3 separate regions of the Rattus norvegicus genome follow, and all the other regions are linked to region 1. Evidence: chromatin contacts called from public Hi-C data. All regions are on one chromosome and are shown on one strand. The core of a region is the stretch at or near the end of the contact, and the rest is flanking DNA. Distances in the headings are between cores, read along the strand shown.

What was found. Hi-C and Micro-C count contacts between places; a contact is called where the count stands out from the background.
Region 2: a Hi-C map of kidney shows a contact between it and region 1, with 2.6 times the contacts expected there. The contact joins the promoter of Hpcal1 here to the promoter of Odc1 in region 1. A contact is called at or near these places in 8 of 12 Hi-C or Micro-C datasets (the Rat2 cell line, Schwann cells, frontal cortex and 4 more).
Region 3: a contact with region 1 is called in a Hi-C map of liver, with 2.2 times the contacts expected there. The contact joins the promoter of Nol10 here to the promoter of Odc1 in region 1. A contact is called at or near these places in 3 of 12 Hi-C or Micro-C datasets (hepatocytes and liver).

Annotation. Positions count from the first base shown.
Region 1 is chr6:46,057,407-46,060,408 of GRCr8, reverse strand. It overlaps Odc1 (ornithine decarboxylase 1), which reads right to left and starts at 1,744. Exons shown (of 12, transcript NM_012615.3): 1 at 1,558-1,744. Snora80l1 (small nucleolar RNA, H/ACA box 80 like 1) reads right to left here and starts at 562; the gene lies at 429-562.
Region 2 is chr6:46,205,514-46,208,766 of GRCr8, reverse strand. It overlaps Hpcal1 (hippocalcin-like 1), which reads right to left and starts at 1,873. Exons shown (of 5, transcript NM_017356.3): 1 at 1,641-1,873.
Region 3 is chr6:45,871,559-45,874,485 of GRCr8, reverse strand. It overlaps Nol10 (nucleolar protein 10), which reads right to left and starts at 1,505. Exons shown (of 21, transcript NM_001014076.1): 1 at 1,367-1,505. The coding sequence starts at 1,432. It also overlaps a transcript of Atp6v1c2 not described here.

The DNA of each region.
Region 1 (3,002 bases), core at 495-2,994:
ATGGGCATACAGTAACATGCAGTCCTGAAAAGGTCTTTTTCTCCCACTTGCAGAGTTATGCTGAATGACTTAGTGAATACAGTATATCAGGTATCCAGAGCACTCAATGTTAGTGTGCAATCCACCAAAACTTCCCTAACTTTTATGCAGTACTAGCATTTAAAAAAATTCAATTCACAGTATATTGTTACTGTTATGAAACATCAGTATTCTAGAGCCTGGATTGCCTACCAAATGCGCACTTCTGGGAATCCAACAGTCCTCAAGTGCCTTCTAATATCCACTTATGGATAATAACCATATTGAAGGAATTTTTGGCCAACTTTTTTACTAACAAAAATAAGCAAGATCACCACGCTTAATAAAAGCTCCTGCCTGGGTCTTATGAAATGGACACCAGCAGCAAGTGGCCAGGTAAAACTTTTTTCCATTGTGTGACCCACTTCAGTGCCAGCAGCCTACATGCACCAAGGCTGGGCAATGGTTAGGAGCCAGTTTGCTCTAGCACGGGACACTATGAGAGGCCCACGGGGATGAGCCTGTCATAAATCCAAATCCATGCATGATAAAGCACACTTTAAGCTTTAAGGAGACTTTTGGCACTGGTCAACTTCGTTAGCTGCATAAACCTCTCTTAAGTGAAGACTACAGACCAGCGCCAGCCAACTCAGTTGTATATCACTTAGAACTGATGAATGGGCTTTGGCAGTAACTTTGTAATTTTAGGTCTTGTTAAGTATTTTCCAGGCAGCCTTCCGGCTTAAACCTGGAAAACTTTCATTGAAATACCACTTATTTTGCCTTTCCCTATCTTTGCCTCAATACAAAAAAAAAAAAAAAAAAAAAAGAAAAAGAAAAAAAAGATAAAAGAAAAAAAATGCTAACACTTTGGCATGGGAAGCAGCTAAATCCTGTTAAACAATTAGCACAAGAAGTTAAATCTGGATGAGATACAAGCCAATTAAAACAAAAATGAACTCCAGTCAAATTCTGCCCGATGTTAGGTTTGAATAAAACAAGCCACTGCATTCTTTTGTCCTCTCCCAGACATTCCTGACAGGATCTGCTCCCCAGTTCTACCAGTTATTGAGGATTCTGAGTCGGGCTTCCAAGACAGCCGGGAATCCGGTTTCCCGTAAACCCCTAAGTCATTCAAAGAGTTCAGTTCTAAATCCAAGTCACAGCCGGTGAGTATTCATTAGCAGGGACTCCCTGACTAAATTAGGTCTATCGACTTCCACTTCGAGTCCATCAGCTCTGCTCTGTACACGTAGCAAAACTAAAGAAAGCAGGAAACTGCAGGGCGGCTGCTAGCGGCCGGGCTCCCCTGCACCTGCCCTCCATCACCGCCCGGGCAAGTGGAGCGCCGAGCCCGGCTGACACGATGCGGGCTCCCATGGGGCGATCCGAGGGCTTGCAGCCAAGGGCCAGGAACAGCTGCTGCCTTCAGGGCGGAGGCTCGCAAGGTCACCAGCCTCCGGCCACGTGTCCCCTGCCGGCGACCGCAGTCCGGGCCTCGCGACACGTGGCCGCACAATCCTCCCGCGCCCCGCTTACCTCACAGCACAGGGAAGCGGCTGGCTGGACCCATGGAGAAGCCGCCACTAAACCCCAAGGCGCACCCGGCCGTCTTCCCGCCGCCGCCCCGTCAGCCGCCTCGTCGAGCCCGCCGCAGTCGCCGACCGGAGGTGGCGCCGAGCTGCTGACTGAAGGCGGCCGGCGGCGGCGGCTGCAGGGACTGACAAAGCCCGACGGTGCGACGCGCCGCTACTTATAGGCGGAGCACGTCGTCATGGAGACGCACCAGCTCAAACCAGCCCCGATCGGTTCCGGCCGGGAGGCGCGGGGGAGGGGCGGGGACTCCTTGGCGGCCAACCCGGTTCCCGACGCCGGAGGCGGGAGGCGCGGGCCCGGCGCGTCAGTGGGGCGGGGCGCCGCGCGTGCCCAGCCCCCCGCCCATCCGCCCGCGCTCCCCGCCCGGCCTCGTGCCGGACACTCCCTGCGGCAGGCCCGCGCACGCGCACCACACCACCAGTCCTGACTACCAGCTTGCCGCAGGGTCCTATGGGCAGCAGGCGGGATTCGGCCGGTGCATGCGCACAGGCGCTTGGTCGTCCGTCTTGCAACCGGTTCAATCACGCAGTCTCTCCCCGGGTCCTAACGGCTGAGCCCTGGCCTGGAAGACTAGCAAAACTCTTCCTCGGCTTTGCATTCAGCGCGTAGTATTTATTCCCTGGCGGGATCGCAGGTGCGAGCCGAGGATGGATGGGCCTTGAGTTGTGTGCGGGCCACGTAGACTAGACTTCGTGGTGTAGATTGACCCTGCTTCACCACCCTGTGTGCCTATGCCTGAAAACTTGCTGAGAGACAAGCCAGCAGAGGCTGGAGAGCCACTCCGTTTTACGTTGGTAGCTTCCAACTAGATTCTAGGCACCAGTTGCATGCTAAGATAATGCCTTTTATCTAAGCAAGAGTCGCATGTTAGGGAAGAGGTTGAGGGGTTTCAAGCCAACAGCTGTCCCTTATTCTGTTAAATCTTTCAGGGTAGCTACAACTAAGTCACTTTGAGAAGTCTGGACCGGAAAAGAGTCTGGGCAGTGAATTTGTATCCACCAAAGTTACATTGGTTTTTTTTTTTTTTTTTTGGTTCTTTTTTTTTTGGAGCTGGGGACCGAACCCAGGGCCTTGCGCTTCCTAGGTAAGCGCTCTACCACTGAGCTAAATCCCCAGCCCCCACCAAAGTTACATTGTTAAAGAATAAGTGGGACTGACTGGTTACTTACATATTCAGTATTGGGAAGACTTAGGAGTAACTCCAACTTGTTACTATGTACACGCTGTTAATGGTTTGTTAATTCTCAACTAAAACCCCTTTCCAAGCCCGGATGCCGGGATCCCAGAGGAGTACCAACAAAAACTATCTTGAAGAATCACAGCAAAGCAAATGAAAAAAGTAGCTTTCGAAGTAGCTTTTTCAAGCATGAGACCAGATGACCCAAGCC
Region 2 (3,253 bases), core at 624-3,123, 150 kb before region 1:
TATCCCATACAAAGGCAGGTGGCAGGCATCCCCACCAGTGCTCCATTTTGAGAGCCTTGCTTAAAGGCTGCTTTTAAATTGGGAAGGATCCTGAGAACAACAAGGTAGGGAAGGGAAGTAACCAAGGGATCTGACAGGTTCCCCAGGGAACTGACAGGTTCCCCCAATGCAACCCCATGCTGCCCCTCTAGCTGGCGCAGTGCAAATACTAAAGTGAGGTAGGCTGAACTGCCAAGATCAGTACGCATTTTCAGGGCAGTGCGGTTTTACCAGGTTTCAATACCAAATATATTCGTTTTTTAAAATCAAGGAGCAGAATAGGAAAGAGGGTGCCACCCGGACCTCAGTCTCCCGCATCAGGCTGACTGCATGGGAGCCAAGGCAGGCGGGGCTTGGGGGTGGGGTGTAGGGTGTCTAACAGGATTTAGAGTCCTGGCGAACACCCTCTTCTGGGTGGACTTGTTAGTGGTTAGAACAGAGGGTGGCTTCCTGAATGACCAGGCCGGGAGAAAAGCTCCAGGAACCCCAGACTATGAGTCTACAGAGACAGCCACTTTCTCACCGCAACTCTAATTCCAGATTGACATCCTCCAGGCACTTGTTGAACAAAAGGACACGCGAGTCTGTAGTCGCAGCCTTCCGGAACGCTGCCCGGGCTCAGGAGCCTTCCGGGCTAGCGCCCTGCGCTGCGGGCTCCCGCACACTCGAAGGCCGCGTCACGCAGCCAGTAAGGTGCGGAGAGGAGGTATCGCACCCAGCCGCCTAAACTTTCTCAATTTCCAAGCTTTCGCTGTGAAGTTAGATCCAGGAAGGAGGCACAAACCACCGTGCAGGAGGAAATGAGAGCGTCATCCACAAAAAAGGCAAAACAGATTTCTTTTTAATGAGATGAGAATCCAATGAATAGCACCTACTGTGTGCAAGACTCTGGGTCAAGAACTGCGTGTGGTGCGTTCTCTAGCGTCAAGACAGCCCCAGAGGGGCCACCCTCATTTGATACAGACGCAAATTGCGACCCAAGAAGGTGGCCTGTCTCAGGCTCAGGTCTCAGGGCAGGTCACAGCGAGGCCAGGACTGGGTTGGTCTTTCCCTCTGCTCTAGAGCTGATCATTGCCAAGGGGTCCCCATCCCTCTTCGAAGCTCATAATTATCACGTGGACCTGCCCCCCGTGGGGGGGGTGTAAACGCCCGCTGCCCACTAGGCAGGCACTTTGCTCATCGGGTCCTAGTCCTACCCTCAGGTTCCTGAGCTACGTAGTGCACGGAGCGACACCAACCGGGGGCTCAGCTTTCCGGGGCAGACCGCCCACGCCCACCCCGCCACCCCCACTCTGCGCACAGCGGCTCCTCCTCGACCCTCGCCAGCACTAGTCCCCACAGGCAAGTGTGCCCGACACACAATTCCACAAACGTAATCTAAAAAGTGCACATCCCATCGAGCCCAACGATCCCCACGAGGACACGCCATTCTAGAGCCACGCCACCGTCTGCGGTCAGCTGCAAGCCCACTACGCAGAGAAACAGGCACCGTCAGTAGCCGCGCGCACACACCCGCGCACTCACACAACCGGGTCCCAGCGAGCGGGTCACACACGCTCCCTCCACGCAGCCCCGCAGTCCCGCAGCCTCCCCTTCCCTACCGGCTCCGGAACTGGACGCGATCCGCTGGCTTCTCGAGCTCAAGTTCGGCGGTGGCTGAGGCTGGGGAGATAACCAATAGAACGGGCGTCAGTGCGCCCGCAACCGCCGCGCCGACTCTGCGACCTTCACCGCTTGGAGAGACAAAAGGATCCGCCGGCCCAGGAGAGAGCGAGGTGTAGGCGACCGCCGCTCTGCAGGTCCACCACCCGCAGCCGCCGCCAGCCCGGGAAGGAAGGGAAGAGAAGGCGGGACCGGAGGCGGAGGCCGGGGCGGGGCGCATCGCAGGGCGGGCACTCAAGTTTCCACGGCCCCGCCTCCTGCCTCGACCACGCCCCCGGTCTTAGCCCCGCCTCAGCTACAGCCTGGTCACTCCCCCGCCCTGTGCCACACCCACTGCTGGACCATCAGTGCGCCAATTCTGGTCCACTTATCACCCTGACCACTCGCAGTTTCTCAGCGCAGCAGAGGTCCTGCAGGGTGTTAAGGCCACTGGGACTCGGGAGGCAGGGCGGCAGGGTGGAAGGTGTGGGAGAGCGGGGGCGGGGTCGAGCACTGGTCCCACCTTCCTAACCCTTGACCTCTGGCCTGCGGGTAGGGAGAGGCTGAGAGGCGGTGCCCAAAGGGGATGGCCTTTCGCGGGCACCCACCCACCCCCGCTCCCCAGCTCCTCTCCCCCCCCCCCCCCCCGTACTTGGAAGGAAGTGCAGTTCTAATGTCCAGGGAAGTGGAAAAGAAGCTTGAGTCGCCCTAGGTACCCCAGGACCTTCTGGTATGCCTGCAAGGCTCTCCTCCCTCTCCACACCAGTCCCGTGTGTACCTATCACCCACTTTCCCCGCGCCTGGTTTAAGGAAAGAGGTTAGCCTGGAGGCGGGAAGACCTGTGTTCCAGCTGTAGTAACTTCTGCTAACTCATCCAGCCATCTTGCCAAGAAAACCCTTAGATTCCCTCATCCTCGGTTTTCCCACCTATAAACTGGACAGCGAGGAGGTCCAGGATCCTTCTTGGGGGTCTTTGCCTCCCTGACATTCAGTGTGGTTTCCGTTTCCTGGTGAGGAGGGGGGCTTGGTTGACATCTGGCCTTCTGGGTCCCAGTGGTGCTTCCTTCAGACTCCTGGTACACTCTGGCAGATCGCACCTGCCATGCCCACCCACTGCAAATATCCCAGAAGACAGGTAACCACAGAAACAGCTTATAAGAGGAGCTGGGCGAGCCTGTTGTGCAGAGATGAAACTGTCTCTCTGGCGTCTCTAGGGAAAAACTCAAATCCCTCCTTCAAATCCTCCTCCACAAAAAACATGTGAGTGAACTCCTACTATTCAGGAGGCTGCCAGGGGAACCAGTAGTAGAGCAGCTTGGAGGTGGAGGGCAACCCTGGGGCCTTCTCCATTCCTCCCTGCCTCTGGTGCAGAAAGGCAAAACTGAACCCAGAGGACTCAAGGGAATGTCGGCTGTGAGAGTTACAGGGCACCTATCTGATTTAGAGGGCTAGCCTTTGGGTCTCTCTGGCCACAAAGGCTTCCTTCTCAGTAAAGACCCTATCAAAGGTCAGTCTGCCCCTTTCTGTAGCACACCACTGCACAGGTATCTAGGGTTACAGGTAGGCAGCTCCC
Region 3 (2,927 bases), core at 256-2,755, 190 kb after region 1:
GACCTCTTCTGGTATGTCTGAAGATAATTACAGCGTACTACTCATATACATAAAAAATAAATAACTCTTTAAAAAAATTTAAAAAGCATAAAACTAATCCATCTAAGCTAAGAGAATGCAAATTCTCGAAATGATGGGTTTTAATTAATTTCTATATGGAGTGAGTGCCCCCAATGTGTGTGCATGTTCGTGTGTTGAGACAGAGTCACACTACGTAGCTCTGTAGCCCAGGATGAACACAAGCTCGCAATCCTCCTGCCTCAGCTTTCCAAGCAATGGGATTATAAATGTGTCTCTTTGCCAGACAAATATATTTCTCACAAAGAGTAGGAACAGACATAGGACTGGCCTAACAGCTGACCTTGGATAAGAAGTGGTTTTTAATAACACATTCACTGAGAGCCAATTTTGTTCTACAGGCAACAGTAGAATGAACAGCAATGAAAAAGCACTTGTCAGTTACAGTGACACTGAGTGGACAGGTCTCTACTGGGACAATTTTGCTTCCCAGAGGGCTTATGGCAACTTTTAAGTTTTAGTCTGTCATCCCAATTGGTTAGGTGTGGACCAGGGATGCTGGCAAACATTATATAAAACAACACCAGCAGCAAGGAACTGTCAGCTTAAAATGTCAATAAATTTGAGGTTAAACACCCCCCCATGGGAAAAAATTTTCTAAAAGGGAAAAGCCAATGTACTATTGTTACTAGCAAAATAATCTTTTGAAGTCTCTAGATATGCGGTCTCCAGACCCTAAGTATACACTGAGGCAGCCTGCATTTGGAACATGATATTTTGAAGAGCCTAGGGGTGGGCCATAATTTTCCTTCTCTCTGCAGTAAGTGAGTGCCTTACAGTCTGTGACTGTATTGCTCTGACTGTATTTCAGGCAATAATGTTTCAATTAAAGGATGTAGAGTAGTTTCTAGACAGTCAGCATGATCTTACATGAATCTATTACAGGCAAAACAAAGGTGTTGTCTTAGGGTTTCTATGCTGTCACATCTTGGGGAGGAAAGAATTTATATCAGTCACATTTCTACATCAGGTCCGTCACTGAGGGAGCTCAAGGCAGAAACTCAAACAAGGCAGGAACCCGGGGGCAGGAGCTGATGCAAAGGCCATGGAGCAATACTGTTTACTGGCCCGCTCGGCCAAGCCCTTCCCCATCAAACACTAATTAAGGAAATGTCCTACAGCTAGATCTCATGGGGGCATTATCTCAATTGAGGTTCCCTCCTTTCAGTTAACTCTAGCTTGTGTCAAGTTGACATAAAACCAGCCAGCACAGTCAGCCAATAATAAATTATAGATATATAAAGAGGGCAAAGAGAGGAGTAGCGGCGGCGAGAGGATGAGGACTCACCTCAGGGAGAGACTTGCCGCAGCTGAGGCTGTAAATCTTCACTTCGTTGAGGCTGGAGACCTGCATCGCGGCGCAGAGAAGCCGGAGTCCGGCACGCAGTCACAGAACGCCGGCCCAGCAGAATACGCCTGAATCCAAATCCTAAGCGAACCGGCACAACGTGCAGGAACTAGCGCGAGTTGATGACGCACTTCCTGACTCCGGAAGTGCACGCCCACTTGGACGCCCGAGGGCGGAAACACTAGAGACGAGCAGAGCGAGTCCAGAGAGATGTGCAGTTGCTCTGGGGTTGGAAAAAGCGAAAATGAAAAGAAAAATCGTACGAGAAAGCATGAGATGGGGAAGTGAGTTTGAACCTGATATCGTTCGAGACTAGAATGTAACAGTTATAGCCTCTTACGGTTTTTAGGAAGTTCGTAAATTGTACTGCTCTTTCAGTACAGGCTGCCTCTGTTGACCACATCTGAGGACTTTGGGTGACTTTATAACAGCAGAGGCTGTCTGCTAGAGAGGACCTTCTCCTGTCTTTCTAGCCTCTTCCAAACACATTATGAAAAGACGAATCTGGGAAGGAGAGAATGGTTAAGTAATGTTTTCTCTAAAGTCATGTGAAACCACTACCAAATCCTGGCTCGAGAATCTTTGGTAGGCACTTAAGCTATCATACTCGAGGCCCCCTCTAGTCCTCCGCTCAGCAACAGTCGGGTACTTTTATCTAAATTTGCCCTTGGGCTGTGGCTCATTAGTTTCTATTGGCTTTAGGAAGGATTGTACTCTCGGTGGAGACCTTTCTGAGCAAAGCGGATCAGCTACAGGACTTTTCTGTGCAGCTTTCCATCCAAGTAGTGTTGGCACATGCTCTGGACTCCCAGTTCTTAAGATGGAGCCATGTAGACTCCACTCAGACCACCTCGTGCTTCAGTTGCAAGACCCTGTCAGTCTCTTGAAGTTAAAACAGCTGCTTCAACTCCTTTCTGGGACAACTGATCTTTCCTCTGGGAGCACCCGCAGATGTGCTCAAGAATTTTTTACTTAGGTGATTGAGACAGAGTACCCTCTTACACTTGTGTTCTTCCAAATTAGACTGGAGAATTGCCGATTCTAAAGCTAGGCATAGTAATCCCCATCTAAAATTCAAGTATCTGAAAGGCCGAGACTGTAGAATTACCAAGGCCAGCCTGGGTTACAGTCTCAACAAAATAAATAAATGTATAAAGGTTGGAATCCCAAAACTTACCATGTAATAACTCAACCAAAAGTCATTTCACATCTTCAAAACTAGAATATTCTCTGACCTCCAGACCCTAGTTGTGTCACCACAGTTGCCAGCCTTCCTTCATCCATAACCAGATTCCTTAATTCAGTGTCCCACCATGCTTTTTTTGTTGTTGTTGTTTTTTGTTTTTTTTTTTTTAAATTCAATGCTGGCTTCATAGCCACCTTGGCTAAATCTGTAGAATAGCCCATTCCTGCCTCTGGTTCCCATATTGATGATCTAAACCTTGGCATCTCTGTTGTATTTAAAAAGGAAGAAAAAAGGCTGGGCATGGTGGTGTGTGCA